Linked DNA regions of Sus scrofa: regions 2, 3 and 4 are each linked to region 1. Evidence: chromatin contacts called from public Hi-C and targeted proximity ligation data. All regions are on one chromosome and are shown on one strand. The core of a region is the stretch at or near the end of the contact, and the rest is flanking DNA. Distances in the headings are between cores, read along the strand shown. Region 1 holds the start of FOSL2 (FOS like 2, AP-1 transcription factor subunit). Region 2 holds the start of GPN1 (GPN-loop GTPase 1). Region 3 overlaps RBKS (ribokinase). Region 4 holds the start of MRPL33 (39S ribosomal protein L33, mitochondrial).

Region 1 (3,052 bases), core at 83-2,582:
CCCGTCTCGCTCTTCAGGACTGTGATTATTTTCTAAAACCCTGCGCAGGGGCCCGCGTGGCCGCTCTCGGGGGCCCCGCCCCGCGCCCCTTCCCAGGGCGGTGGAGAAGTAGGGAGGCCGTGGCGCGCTCTGGAGCCGGCGAGGGAATCCCTCTCCCTCCACGTCACCCGAAAGCGAGGGAACCCGCACGCGCGTCCTCTAACGCAAATGACCATCTTTGGCAACAGGCGCCGGTGGAACAGACCAAGGGCGCAGGGCCCAGGGGGGTGGGCGGGGGTGGGGAAGGGCCGGGCTGCCTCGGGTCCCCCAAACCGCGCTCACAGCGCTCCCACCCCCTCCACCTCCTTCCTTCCTCGCGCAGGGTGTGCGGCTGGCGTCAGCGCGGCCGGGAGCCCGGGCAGGGAGGGGAGTGCTGCGCCCGCCTCCTCCCGCGCCTCTTCCTCCTCTTCCCCCTCCTCCTCCTCGGCCCTCTCCCTCCGCCTCCCCTAGCGCTCCTCCCGCAAGGTGGAGTCTTGGGTTGACGTGAGGTACAGGGGCTGGAGAATAAAGAGTGGAGTTGAACTCGTGCCATTGTAGTGACTCATCTCGGGCAGAGCGCTGGGGCTCCGAGCGAACCAGCGAGCAAGCAAGCGGCGCTCGGCGGGGACAGAGAGAGGGAGAGAGAGAGGCGCGGACGGGCGAGGCGGGCCCGTCCGGGAGCGGGCGCCGGGGAAGGGGTGCAGGTCCGGGCGCCGGAGCCGCCGCAAGGGGAGCGGGCCCGCGTCCCTCTCCGCGTCAGCTCAGCTGGAACCCCACGGGCCGCGGGGCGGGCTGCCTTCACCTAATCAAGTGTCCCTGCCGCTCGAAACTCCGGCGGCGAGTCGGCCACAGGAAGTTTATTCTCAGCTCCTTTTCTAAAAGGAGGAAATAGAAGTTTCTCCAAGCGGGCAGCCTTTCTTTTCGCCTTTTTTTTTTTTTCTTCCTTTTTTGCCCTGTCTGAAATTGGGGGCCCCCAGACCTGGCAGGCTTGACTCGCCGGGCTCCTATTCTTTTTTTAATTTCCAATTTTTGATTGAGCCGGCGGTCCCGGCTGGGCTCTGATTGCGCGCGGGGGCAGGAGGGCGCGCGCAGGGGAGGGACCGAGGGACGCGCGGACTTTTTAGAGGGAGGGACCGGGTGGACAACTGGTCCCGCGGCGCTCGTAGAGCAGGAAAGAAGTGCAGCGCTCGGCGCTCGGGGGGCACTGTTCTCGGAGTGCCGCCGCCGAGGGGGAGAAGCCCGGGAGCGACGCTTAGAGCCCCAGGCGCGGCCGGCAGGGAGCCAGCGCGCAGCTGCCGGTGCGCGGCCGCGGCGAGGGCGGGGGAAGAAAAACACCCTGTTTCCTCTCGGGCCCCCACCGCGGATCATGTACCAGGATTATCCCGGGAACTTTGACACCTCGTCCCGGGGCAGCAGCGGCTCTCCTGCGCACGCCGAGTCCTACTCCAGCGGCGGCGGCGGCCAGCAGGTAGGTGCGGGCCCCGGGTGCACCTGGCGCCGCGGGTGGACCCCCCGCCTTCCTCTCGCCAGGACTGCCTTTTTTCCCCCCCTTTCTTTTCCCTTTCTTGATTTGGCGAGAAAATTCTTGCGGCCTCCATTGTAAGTTCTAGATTTTCATCTTGTCCTCCTGACACCTCCTTTAACCTTCCCCCATCCCCCGCCAACACTTTTTTTTTTTTTTTTTTTTTTTAAACTAGAGCGGCGAGTGGGCTGGAGAGCCAACAAACCCTCGCCTTCACACTACATCCTATACAGACAAGCTCCTGGAATTGCAGGGCCTTTTCCCCAGGACCCTGTACCTCTCTCGCAGGAACCCCGTGGTTAGACCCCCCTCCAAAAAAAATCTTTGCACCCACGGGCACCTCCCGACATCCAGGGACCTTATTCCTGCGAAAAAGCCCTCTCTCCTTCGGTCTTCGTTCATTTCTGAAAGAACTTGGGGACTGGGAAAAATGGGCTCCTTCAAGTAATCCGGAGCGAGGGCGAGGGTTGTCGCTCTGGGAATCAGGTGCGAAGGTCAGGAAGGAGGAGGTCAGCCTTGATTGGCTCAGGCTGCGCCTTTCTCCCCCGCGCCCATCCATCTCCTGTTAGGGTCACAGAAGGAGCCTGCACAGCCGACCAGAAGGGGCGCCTTGGGGGTCTGGGAATATCTGGGGCCAGGACGCCTGCAGAGAGGGGACGGTGGGGGGGCGGTGGGGGCGGTGGATGAGACCTCGCTTAGGCTCCTGGGTGGTTCTGGAAGCCGGAAAACAACTTGTTTCTAAAGCAGGCGGACTGGTTTGCACCAGAGGGATTTTGCCTGAGATCTGTGTGTCTATAAATACCGGAATAAATACCAGAAAGGTGCTGCTGGGTTGGTGGTGTTCGTGGGGTGCCTGCCCTCTGCAGCCACCACTCCCCCCCACCCCCCGACCCCCACTCTTGGGAGGGAGCTGGCTTAACCAACAAGGTTGCTGGAACCTGAAGCCCGCCTCGGTCAGGATCTGCAGAGTCTCTAGGCAAGTTGGCTGTCTCGAGTTGCGCTGGTAAGATGATGATGGCTTTGGCTTCTATAAGCCAGCCAACCAGGAGGGCCTGGGGTGGACTTCTGGGGAGGAGGGACCCTGAGGGAGAATAAAATGGAAAGGGGGCTCTCTTTGGTATCTGAAGAGGGGTCTCTTATTCCAAAGTGGTTCCCCATACCTGGTGAGTCCTTAAAATGGCTTTTCTGTGTCTTCTTTTTACCTGCCCCGGTGTCCCCTTTAGCACCCCACTGTAGAGAACCTGGTTGGTGCATTGAGGGTACGGTCAGAGCACCCCTAATACTGAGCACTAAGGTGATGCATTTCAAGTCTTGTCCCAAAGTGTTTGATTTTTGTTTGCTCTCCAGCCCCATTGGTGGTTTGTATTGAATCCAGATATCATTAAGCAGCGGGTGGGAGTCATTTATACCCATTCCCTCAGTCTCCATTTCCACAGCACCCCCCCCCCCCATCTCCGTTCTCCGATGGGAAGGGAATCTTCTGATGTCTCATCTGCTCTTTTGGCTGCTGTT
Region 2 (3,032 bases), core at 9-2,508, 720 kb before region 1:
AATCCGACTGGGAACCATGAGGTTGTGGGTTCGATTCCTGGTCTTGCTCAGTGGGTTAAGGATCCAGCGTTGCCGTGAGCTGTGTGTGGTGTAGGTCGCCGACGCGGCTCGGATCTGGCATTGCTGTGGCTGTGGCATACGCTGGCAGCTACAGCTCCTATTAGAGCCCTAGCCTGGGAACGTCCATATACCAGGGCTTCGGCCCTAGAAAAGACAAACAACAATAAAAAACAAATATTTGGAAGCACCTATGATGTTCCTCACACAAGGCACCGGCATCGGGAATAGGACTAAGGGTAAAGACGTTGAGAGTGTAGTTTACAACCCACACTACGCCTTCACCGCAACCCTGCGAGGTAGTATCTCAAATGTAAAGAGGAGAGAACAGGTTTAGAGAACTTAAGTGGCCTGGCCACAATATACACCGCCAGCGGGTGGCAGAACCTGGGCTTGAAACCCAGATCTCAAGGCTTAACTGCACACTACAGGCACTCCGAAGGGCCGCAGAAGCCATCTGGCCGGTCGGGAGTTAGGGCATAGGGCTCGGCTCTTCCACCACCTTTCCGGGTGCCCAAGGCGCTTTGAGGGGAGGGATGCGCTCCTTCAGTACCTACTTGACAAACTCGGCAACCAAACGTTCCTCCCCCAAGCCTCGGCGCAGCTCCTTTGGGGAGGCCGTCAGGGAGCCAGCGCTAGAGCCGGGGGCCGGCGACACGCGGACACCGCGTCGCAGTCTAGAGGGTTTTCCCAGTTTCTCCCGACGGGTCTCTGGAGGTCTCGGAGCGGCCCAGCAACTCCGGGGCTCGCATACAGCCCGGGTCCTGGCCTGTCCAGCTCTGAGCCGCTTAACCTCCTCGGCTGCCGGACCAGCCCTAGCGGCTGGTTCTCCCGCGGCTCGGTTTCCTGCTCGCAGCGGGTCGGCAGGAAAACGCCCTCTCTTGACTCTCGTACTGTGTGAGCCCGGGGGTCCCCTGTCCTCCCACCCGCCTGGGGTCCGCAGCTGTGTCCTTAGCAGGCCTCGCCCGACGACGGTGAGCTGCTCTGGGGCTGACCCCTTCCAGTTGTCGTCCCAGTGTCTCCACCTCCCCGTCTCTGTCCCTAGTTGGGCCCCCATCCGGGTCCGGACGGACAGACACTAAGGCGCACGTCTCTCCCCTTGGTCCTGCCCTCCCGGGCCAGTTGGGTTTGGTTCGGTTCGGTTCGGTTTGGTTCTAGTCTCATTCAGCGTCCCGAACCTCGCGGGAGTCTCTCTAGCTACGACCGTCTCTATGGTCGAGTGGGCGGAGCCAGGAGCAAGATGGCTGCGCCCGAAGCTGCCACGGTGCCGCAAGCTTCCGGGGGTCCCCGGGCTCCGGCGTGCCTGTTGGTGCTGGGAATGGCGGGGTCTGGGAAAACCACCTTTGTACAGGTGACCTACACGGCGCGGGCGGAGTAGGGGCGCGGTGGAAGTTGTCTGTGGCGGGCGTAAGGCCAGGGAGAAAGGGAGGGAGATCTCTGGGGAGTTGGAGGGTACCGGCGCCAGGCTTTTAGGGTCTTGCCAGCAACTCCGGTTCCTTCCTCGGTGAACCCTTCTCAGATCCTCACTTGGGTTCATTTAGCCTCTTTCTGAGCCCCCTCAGTGCCTACGAGGTATGACCGTACTTGAAATTGTCTTGTCGGCCAACTCCTCAAAGGTAGAGGCTTACAAGGAATCCTGGCAGGTAATACAGTGCTAGCACACAGGCTTTCGGTGTAGATTCCTAAAGAATTCTATCTGGGGTGCCTCCTGTGTGTCAGGCACTGGGGATACAGCGGAAATGAAGTAACAAGGTTCCCGCTTAGGTGGAATTTAAGTTTTGTGGGAGATATGGAAACCCCGTCGTCCCCCCCGCCCCCCTAGTCAATACTTGATGGAGAGTACGATGTGTGATGAAGAAACGTTGCATTCAACTGAGAGTGATTGTTGGAGGTGGAGATCAGAGGTGGATATTTAAGGTAGAGGGAAATGCAAGTGCAAAATTCCTCTGGTAAGTTGGATAGAGGGGTGGGAGTTCTCTCTTGGTTCTGTATCATGCCTCTTGGTCTCAGTCTATCCCTCTCTCCATATCTCTGCAGAGGCTCACCGGACATCTGCATAGTCAAGGCTCTCCACCTTATGTGATCAACCTGGACCCAGCTGTGCATGAAGTTCCCTTTCCTGCCAATATTGGTGAGTAAACTGTACCAGAACTGGTGTGAAGTTTCTCAGAGAGTGGAAAACTGTCAGCCTATCCATCAGGCTTAAATGCTTTCATTTTTGATGTTGTCTAGCATTTCCCTTGGATTTGCTAGCATCCTTAGGCTTCTTCCCGATGATCATTTTCTCTTTGTTTACTCCTTCCCCCTTTCTAAATTTCTTTCCTTATCACCTACCATTTTCATTACCTCTCTTTGACTTTAGGGTGTGAGACTATGGTATTTGGGAAAATGAAGTGACAGAAAGTCAGTCTTTTGGCTTCTAAGCTGTAAATCCTTCAGCAGGCTCTGATACATAAACCTTGTTTTTATAGTTTCTTCCAGTTTGGATGATTTTTTTTTTTTTTTTTTTTTTTTTTTTTTTTTTTTTTTTTTTTTTTTTTTTTTTTTTTTTTTTTTTTTTTTTTTTTTTTTTTTTTTTTTTTTTTTTTTTTTTTTTTTTTTTTTTTTTTTTTTTTTTTTTTTTTTTTTTTTTTTTTTTTTTTTTTTTTTTTTTTTTTTTTTTTTTTTTTTTTTTTTTTTTTTTTTTTTTTTTTTTTTTTTTTTTTTTTTTTTTGGAGCATGAGTGTCTTGAACAGTAATTTGCTTACTGCAGTAGTTTGCTTTCAAAGTTACATGGAGAAATGTGTGTAAATATGCCTGTATGTGGTTGTGCGAGACGTTCCCTCCCTGTTATCATCAGACTTGACTATAAAAAAGATTAAGAATGGATATGATGCAGAGTCCTGATTCTTGATAGGATCTAGGCATCCTGATCTCCACAGACTATTCCTGGGTATTAGGCTTTTCCCTACTGGTTTCTTTTTAATTCTATTAAG
Region 3 (2,942 bases), core at 359-2,858, 560 kb before region 1:
ACCCATTAACTGAGTCACTCCTCATTCTTTCCTACTCCCCCCAGGCATAGGAACCACTAATACACTTTCTGTCCTTATAGATTTATTAAATAGGCACAAATTTTGAGCAAAATCATTTCTTATTCTGCTTGTTTGTCTTTTTTTGGGGGGGTGCACCCATGGCCTAGGGAGGTTCCCAGGCTAGGGGTGGAATCGGAGCTGTAGCCTCCGGCCTACACCACAGCCACAGCAATCCCAGATCCCAGCCACATCTGCAAACTACACCACAGCTCATGGCAAGGCTGGATCCTTAACCCACTGAGCGAGGCCAGGGTTTGAACCTGTGACCTCATGGATGCCAGTCAGATTCATTTCCGCTGAGCCACGACAGGAACTCCTTCTATTCTAATTTCATAATTAACCAACAGCTTATTTTCCCATAATTAACCAATAATTTAGTCACAATTTACCCATGAGATTCATATCGAATCTCTGGGTTTTAGCTGCCGTTTTGTGTGAGAAGTGACGTTGATGTCGGCCCAGTGGGAACCGTTCTGTGGTACTAACACTGCATTCCCAATAAGCACCAAGGCAACAGATTTAGCTTCCTTCCTGCCCAGATATGTTCCCTCAACAGTCTGTAAAGTTTTAAAGTTAAATTATACATGCACCGGCAGCTTGGTGTTTAAGAATTCCTATGGCAAAGTTGTTTATAAAGGCTAACCCTAACCTCCAAGGGAAAAGTCCAACCACATTCTTCTCACGCACAGACACACTGACTGGTCTGTTTTAAAATCTTGGTTTCCATCGATCGGATTTGCTCGAGGGATTTTCTTTTTGGTCCTCTCTGCAATGACTAGTTATGCGGCAATGGACACTTCGCTTCCTTCCTGAGGTCATGACTCCCTGGCACAAGGCTGAAGTGAGGAGGTGCAGACCCTTTCACTGCCAGCGTGAGACAAGTTCTGGGCATGAGAGTGTAGTGCCCACACCCACGGTCCATCCTTTGTGACCATCACTCAGCTTTCCATTGAAGAGAACATGTCTGAAAATGAATCTATTTTTCAAGTCTCTAGTGGTCACTAGTCAGGCAGTGGTCTTCTGAACACCAAATACATGGGTGGGCTGAAATGGCAGGATTTTATTTCATTTTTTAAAATATTTATGTTTATACATTTCTTTTCTTTCTTTCTTTTTTTTTTTTTTTTTTTTGCTTTTTAGGGCTGCACCTGCAGCATATGGAAGTTCCCAGGCTAGGGGTCTAATCGGAGCTACAGCTGCTGGCCTGCAGCACAGCCACAGCAACAGAATGGCAGGATTTTAGATACATTCACCAAGGTGATGAATCAGTCATTATATAGACAATAAGGTGGATCTGGCCAAGGGAATGATAAATCCAGGCCTTTCCTAAGTTCTTGGCCCCGACATAAAGCTCAGACTACCAGCATCCTGCCTGCATGACACCACTTTCACTTTTCATAGGACTTTCTGGTTTATAGAGCATATTTGTAGACGTGATTCACTTTGAATCTCCTTCCAGTTTTGTGTGGTAAGCAGAGCGGGTCTTTCATTTTCCAGATGAGAAAGCGAGTATGAGAACTTGCTCAGGGTCAGCTGGCTAGGTGGCAGTACTGGGCTGTCTCAGTGGAAGGCCAGTCTCTGTGACAGCAGCCCCCTGGAGGGAGGCCACACGTGAACACCGACTTGGCTCAAAAAGAAAGTCGTTCTTTAAAACCCGGCAGCACATCTTTGAATATCCTCAACGGAGGCAATATGTCATCTTCTAAGTCAGTCTCAACCTAGAGTGTGCGTCAGAATTGCCTGGAGGGCTTGTGAAAATGCAGATTCTGGGCCCCGACCCCAAAGGTTCTGATCCAGGAAATCTGGGGCGGGCCCACGGTGCGTGTTTCTAGTGGGTTCCTGTTTCTAGTGGGTTCCGAGGACCACACCCTGAGAATGACTATCCCAAGGAATTTATTTCTGGAAAGAGTGAATCATTTAAATCCACGTCTAGTGATTAAGGTGGGGGAATCAAGCTAGGGCATTCCACCAGTGGCCAAAAACAATGCGCAACCGTAAAGAACAATACCGGCTCTGAGGGAAGTCTGAACGCAGAGCGCCAGAAAGCTGCTGAGTAATGGCATTTTGACCGGACTAACCTCTCTGGATGCGTGCTAAAGAATTCTTCTCTTAAGCGTTTAGGAAAACCTCACACAGTCCTACATGCCTGAGACGTTCCTTATCAACCTTTTATTTTCCAGCTTCAGAAAAACCAAAGAAACCATGGAAATGACACCCACATTAGAGAGAATCAATATCAAGAATTAATCGCTGTTTGCGGCAGCCGCAACTCAACAGGCTGGTAGCGCAGAGTCCTTTCTATGCTGCAAACCCGATGGTTGTGGAAGATGAGGGGAAAACTTTGCCTCTTGCCACCCTGACTCTTCCGTTGAGATTGGAATGGCAGAAATGCAAAGAGCTCATTTTGAATGCCAAAGATAAACATGCAATATCTTATGGGGGAAAAACATTCTAGCAGGAAAGAAAACTGAACCACATTAGGTACTGAAGCGGGGAGTCAATCCTTCATGTCACGGTAGGGGAAAAAAAGAGGTAGAGGCTGGCTTAAATATTGGTTCTAATTTTATTTTCAATTCTACATTACATTAAACTCTCCTTGTACTCCTCTTTAATTTACACCAACTGCTGACACAAATTGGTGTGCCTTCTCGTCTTTGACATCAGTATTTCTCTTGAATTATGCATTTCCATCTGGAAGGAGGTTTATGGGGATAAAGCCTTCTTTCATTTAGATGGATAAGAACAGAGAGGGATCAATGGGGGGGGGTCAAATGCAAAATCAAAGTAAGTGGGACAATAGATGTTCAAGGCAGCGTCTCCCTGCCCCAAAGGATTGTAAGTGGTATTGCAGGATGACTCTGGTCTTTCCATTTTCAGCATAT
Region 4 (3,127 bases), core at 614-3,113, 600 kb before region 1:
AGTTTAGCCAGAAAACCTAACCATATACATACATATTTTAAAGAATTCGGTACACATCAGTATACATAGCAGAATTTGTTGAATTTGGTATATGGTTTGTTCATTATACTATCCTTTCAACTTTTTGGCATACTGAAATGCTTCTTTATAGAAAATTGGAGTGGGGGAACACTATACAGACTCTGGGCCTCACCTCTGGCATCTCGGTCTTTTAAAGGACCACAGGTGACTGATATCCCCTCAGGAATAAGAATCACTGATCAATGCCCACACTAAGCCTGAAACAGGTCTGAAGAGTTGAAATGACTTTCCAAGGAACAGACTGTTCCTTGGCTTCTGGTTCTGTGTTCTTTCCTTACAAATCCTCTAAAGGAATTTCTTATATAAGAAACCTTACCCTCCTGGACCCCTAAAGCTCTTGTTTGTCCGCAGCTGAACCTCACAAGGTAAGGAAGGATTTGGGAACCTGGAGTGTACTCAGTTGTTGCAATCAAGTTACAGGGAAAAAACTGTTATTAAAGGTACCAAGGGAAAGGACAGTCCTAAATTAAAAAATTGAGTAGTGCTGTTCTCTTGTGGTACGGGCAGGTTTAGGATCCAGTGTTGCCACTGCAGCAACTCAGGTCGCCCCTGTTGCGTAGGTTGACCCCCTGGACTAGGAACTTCCATATGCTACAGGCGCTGCCCAAACAAACAAATAGTAAAAGCATTAAAAATTGAGTTGTATTGGAGAGCTACAGTTCCTCCTTTAAATGATTTTTATTACTTTCAGTGAGGATAATCCATGAGAATACATCTTCTTTCACATTTGTAAAATTTAATATATAGATAAAATCACAGATTAGAAAAAAATCCCCAAGTCCTAATTATTAGTTGGAAAATGAAGTTTTTTTTTTTTTTTGTCTTTTCAGGGCCGTTTCCACAGCATATGGAGGTTCCCAGGCTAGGGGTCTAATCACAGCTGCAGCCGCCGGCCTACACCACAGCCACAGCAACTCGGGATCCGAGCCGTGTCTGCGACCTACACCACAGCTCACAGGCAACGCCGGATCCTTGACCCACTGAGCAAGGCCAGGGATCAAACCCCCAACCTCATGGTTCCTAGTTGGATTCGTTAACCACTGCGCCACGACGGGAACTCCTGGAAAATGAAGTTTTGAATGAAGTCCTTAGTGTTGAAGGAGCCAGGTTCCTTAAAGATAGATTAAGACTGGAAGATGGCAAAGTGGTTAAGTCCCAATATCTAATGGAAAGGGATGAGTCTTTGCAGTCAGACAAAATTGGGTTCAAATTCTGACTCTGCCATTTACTAATTTTGTGACATTAAGCAAATTATGTGAGTGCTCCTAATCGCAGTTTTTCAGCCCCCTATTGCCAGGCACTATATTAAGTGCTTAGACAAGGCAGTTAACAAGATGCAGAGGGCACTGCCTTCATAGAAATCCAACATGTAATTAAAGAATAGGGATTTCAGGTGGGCTTCTTAATTCTGGAGGGACTGAGAGTAGCTGTGAAGCAGGTGGAGTTGGAGTTGGAATTGGTTGGAGGAAGCAAAAGAAGCAACCATTTAAGGAAATAATGCCTCAGTCTGATAGCCTGAAGCAGTTGAGGAACCTACGGAGTTCCTGTGGCTTTAATGTAGGTGGCGGCGATTATTCAGTGAAACAAGTATGGAAAGCACCTAATTCGCATCTAGAAGGAGCAGCCAGATCTGGGGTGCGAACCCCGAGCGCTAACAAAGTCCCTCTCCAAATGGGGAGAGGCCTGCATCTTCCAGCACCACGAAAGAAAGCCGCCTGACATATAAACCACACACGAAAAAAGCGGGCTCCGACCCTCAGGTCTATGTCGGGGGGCGTGGTCGCGGTGAACTTCCGGACATCCTGTTCCGGATCAGGCCTGTGCCCCGGAAGCAGTTGTTTGTTGAGGGACCTTGGGCCCGTTACGGACCCTGCAGTGTACTCTCGCCATGTTCTTGTCCGCGGTCACCTGTAAGTGGGGCTGAAGGCGGCGGGACCGTGGCAGTTGGCTCGGGACGTGGCGGGGCGGGGTGCGCGCGCGCGGGGCGGGAAACTGCGACTGCGACTTCCCAGGCCTTCAGAACTACAGCGCCCGGCATGCCCCGCGGCGCGCTCGCTGAGGGGCAAGTGGGTCTTGGGGGTCGGCGGTGCTGTTGCTGGATCCAGTTGCGGTTCGTTTGGTCAGCGGGAGTGGGGCACACTTCCCCCGCTCTCTGTAGCGCTGTGTCAGCAGAATCACTGCAGTCCTAACTGGGCAAAACTCGGAATTTGTAATACTGTCAGTGGCTTAGAACTTCCAAGATGAAGAGCAGAGGTTGACCTAGGTCTTACAGCTGGGCTGGGAAAGCAGCCCTCTGGCTTCCCAGACTGGGCTCTTCCATGCACCAGGCAGACCTATCATTTAGTTTCCCTTCTCCACCTGATGTGATGATTGTTGGAGTTTGCATAAGTTAACTTATCAAACAAGAGGCTTGTTCTAGTGCAAATATTTACACCTTAGAAGAGGAACAAGTGGAGCAGATCTTTATAAAGATTTAAAAGTATCCGTCCAGCTGAAAAGAGCTTGTGCAAAGCATTACGTCCAGAACTGTAGTGTTCTGATTGGATGTTTAAAACTCTGTAAAATCCTAACGGAATCCCTAATAGCTCAGGACAGTAGTTAACTTGAGTGACAGCCTATGGTGTACTTCTTAAGTGTTTTTGATTATTAATGATATTTATGTGAACTGCAAGATAATAAATCGATATTTTCTCTTTTCTCTTCATCTTTTCCTACTTTCAAAAAAGTTGCCAAGAGCAAGTCAAAGTAAGTAAGAGTTTTCATTTTTTAAACTTGTTTATGTTAGATTCATTAGTCCAGCTGTTGCCAATGAATCCTTTTGGTAAACGAAGCATTTGGCTTTGATTTTATGATAGTTGGTTTGAGGATTACTTACCTGATGAATTATCTTGGCCTTATGAACTGTTTGAAAAAATATTTTCCCTCCTCCCAACTGACCTACTTAAGTGAGCATTCAAATAATTTACTTAAAGTTGCTTTTGCTGTCTTGTTCCTAAACAAATTATCAGGATCCCCATGCTCTCTTTGGACTACCACTGTATTTCTG

What was found. Hi-C and Micro-C count contacts between places; a contact is called where the count stands out from the background.
Region 2: a contact with region 1 is called in a targeted proximity ligation map of alveolar macrophages. A contact is called at or near these places in 1 of 5 promoter capture datasets (fetal skeletal muscle) and 1 of 2 datasets of targeted methods (alveolar macrophages).
Region 3: a Hi-C map of embryonic fibroblasts shows a contact between it and region 1, with 7 times the contacts expected there. A contact is called at or near these places in 3 of 5 promoter capture datasets (fetal liver, fetal skeletal muscle and liver), 5 of 47 Hi-C or Micro-C datasets (embryonic fibroblasts, liver, mesenchymal stem cells and 1 more) and 2 of 2 datasets of targeted methods (alveolar macrophages and skeletal muscle).
Region 4: a contact with region 1 is called in a targeted proximity ligation map of alveolar macrophages. A contact is called at or near these places in 1 of 5 promoter capture datasets (fetal skeletal muscle), 1 of 47 Hi-C or Micro-C datasets (embryonic fibroblasts) and 2 of 2 datasets of targeted methods (alveolar macrophages and skeletal muscle).

What each region holds. Positions count from the first base shown.
Region 1 is chr3:110,841,183-110,844,234 of Sscrofa11.1, reverse strand. It overlaps FOSL2 (FOS like 2, AP-1 transcription factor subunit), which reads left to right and starts at 1,332. Exons shown (of 4, transcript NM_001315740.1): 1 at 1,332-1,486. The coding sequence starts at 1,385.
Region 2 is chr3:111,563,291-111,566,322 of Sscrofa11.1, reverse strand. GPN1 (GPN-loop GTPase 1) reads left to right here and starts at 1,258. Exons shown (of 14, transcript XM_003125289.5): 1 at 1,258-1,408; 2 at 2,095-2,188. The coding sequence starts at 1,298. It overlaps CCDC121 (coiled-coil domain-containing protein 121), which reads right to left and starts at 1,278. Exons shown (of 2, transcript XM_003125283.3): 1 at 615-1,278. The coding sequence starts at 1,114.
Region 3 is chr3:111,403,322-111,406,263 of Sscrofa11.1, reverse strand. All of the region lies in intron 7 of RBKS (ribokinase), which reads right to left. Among named protein-coding and RNA genes, the nearest start is that of TRNAE-UUC, 9.3 kb to the left of the region's middle.
Region 4 is chr3:111,437,471-111,440,597 of Sscrofa11.1, reverse strand. It overlaps MRPL33 (39S ribosomal protein L33, mitochondrial), which reads left to right and starts at 1,863. Exons shown (of 4, transcript XM_003125284.5): 1 at 1,863-1,991; 2 at 2,808-2,826. The coding sequence starts at 1,970.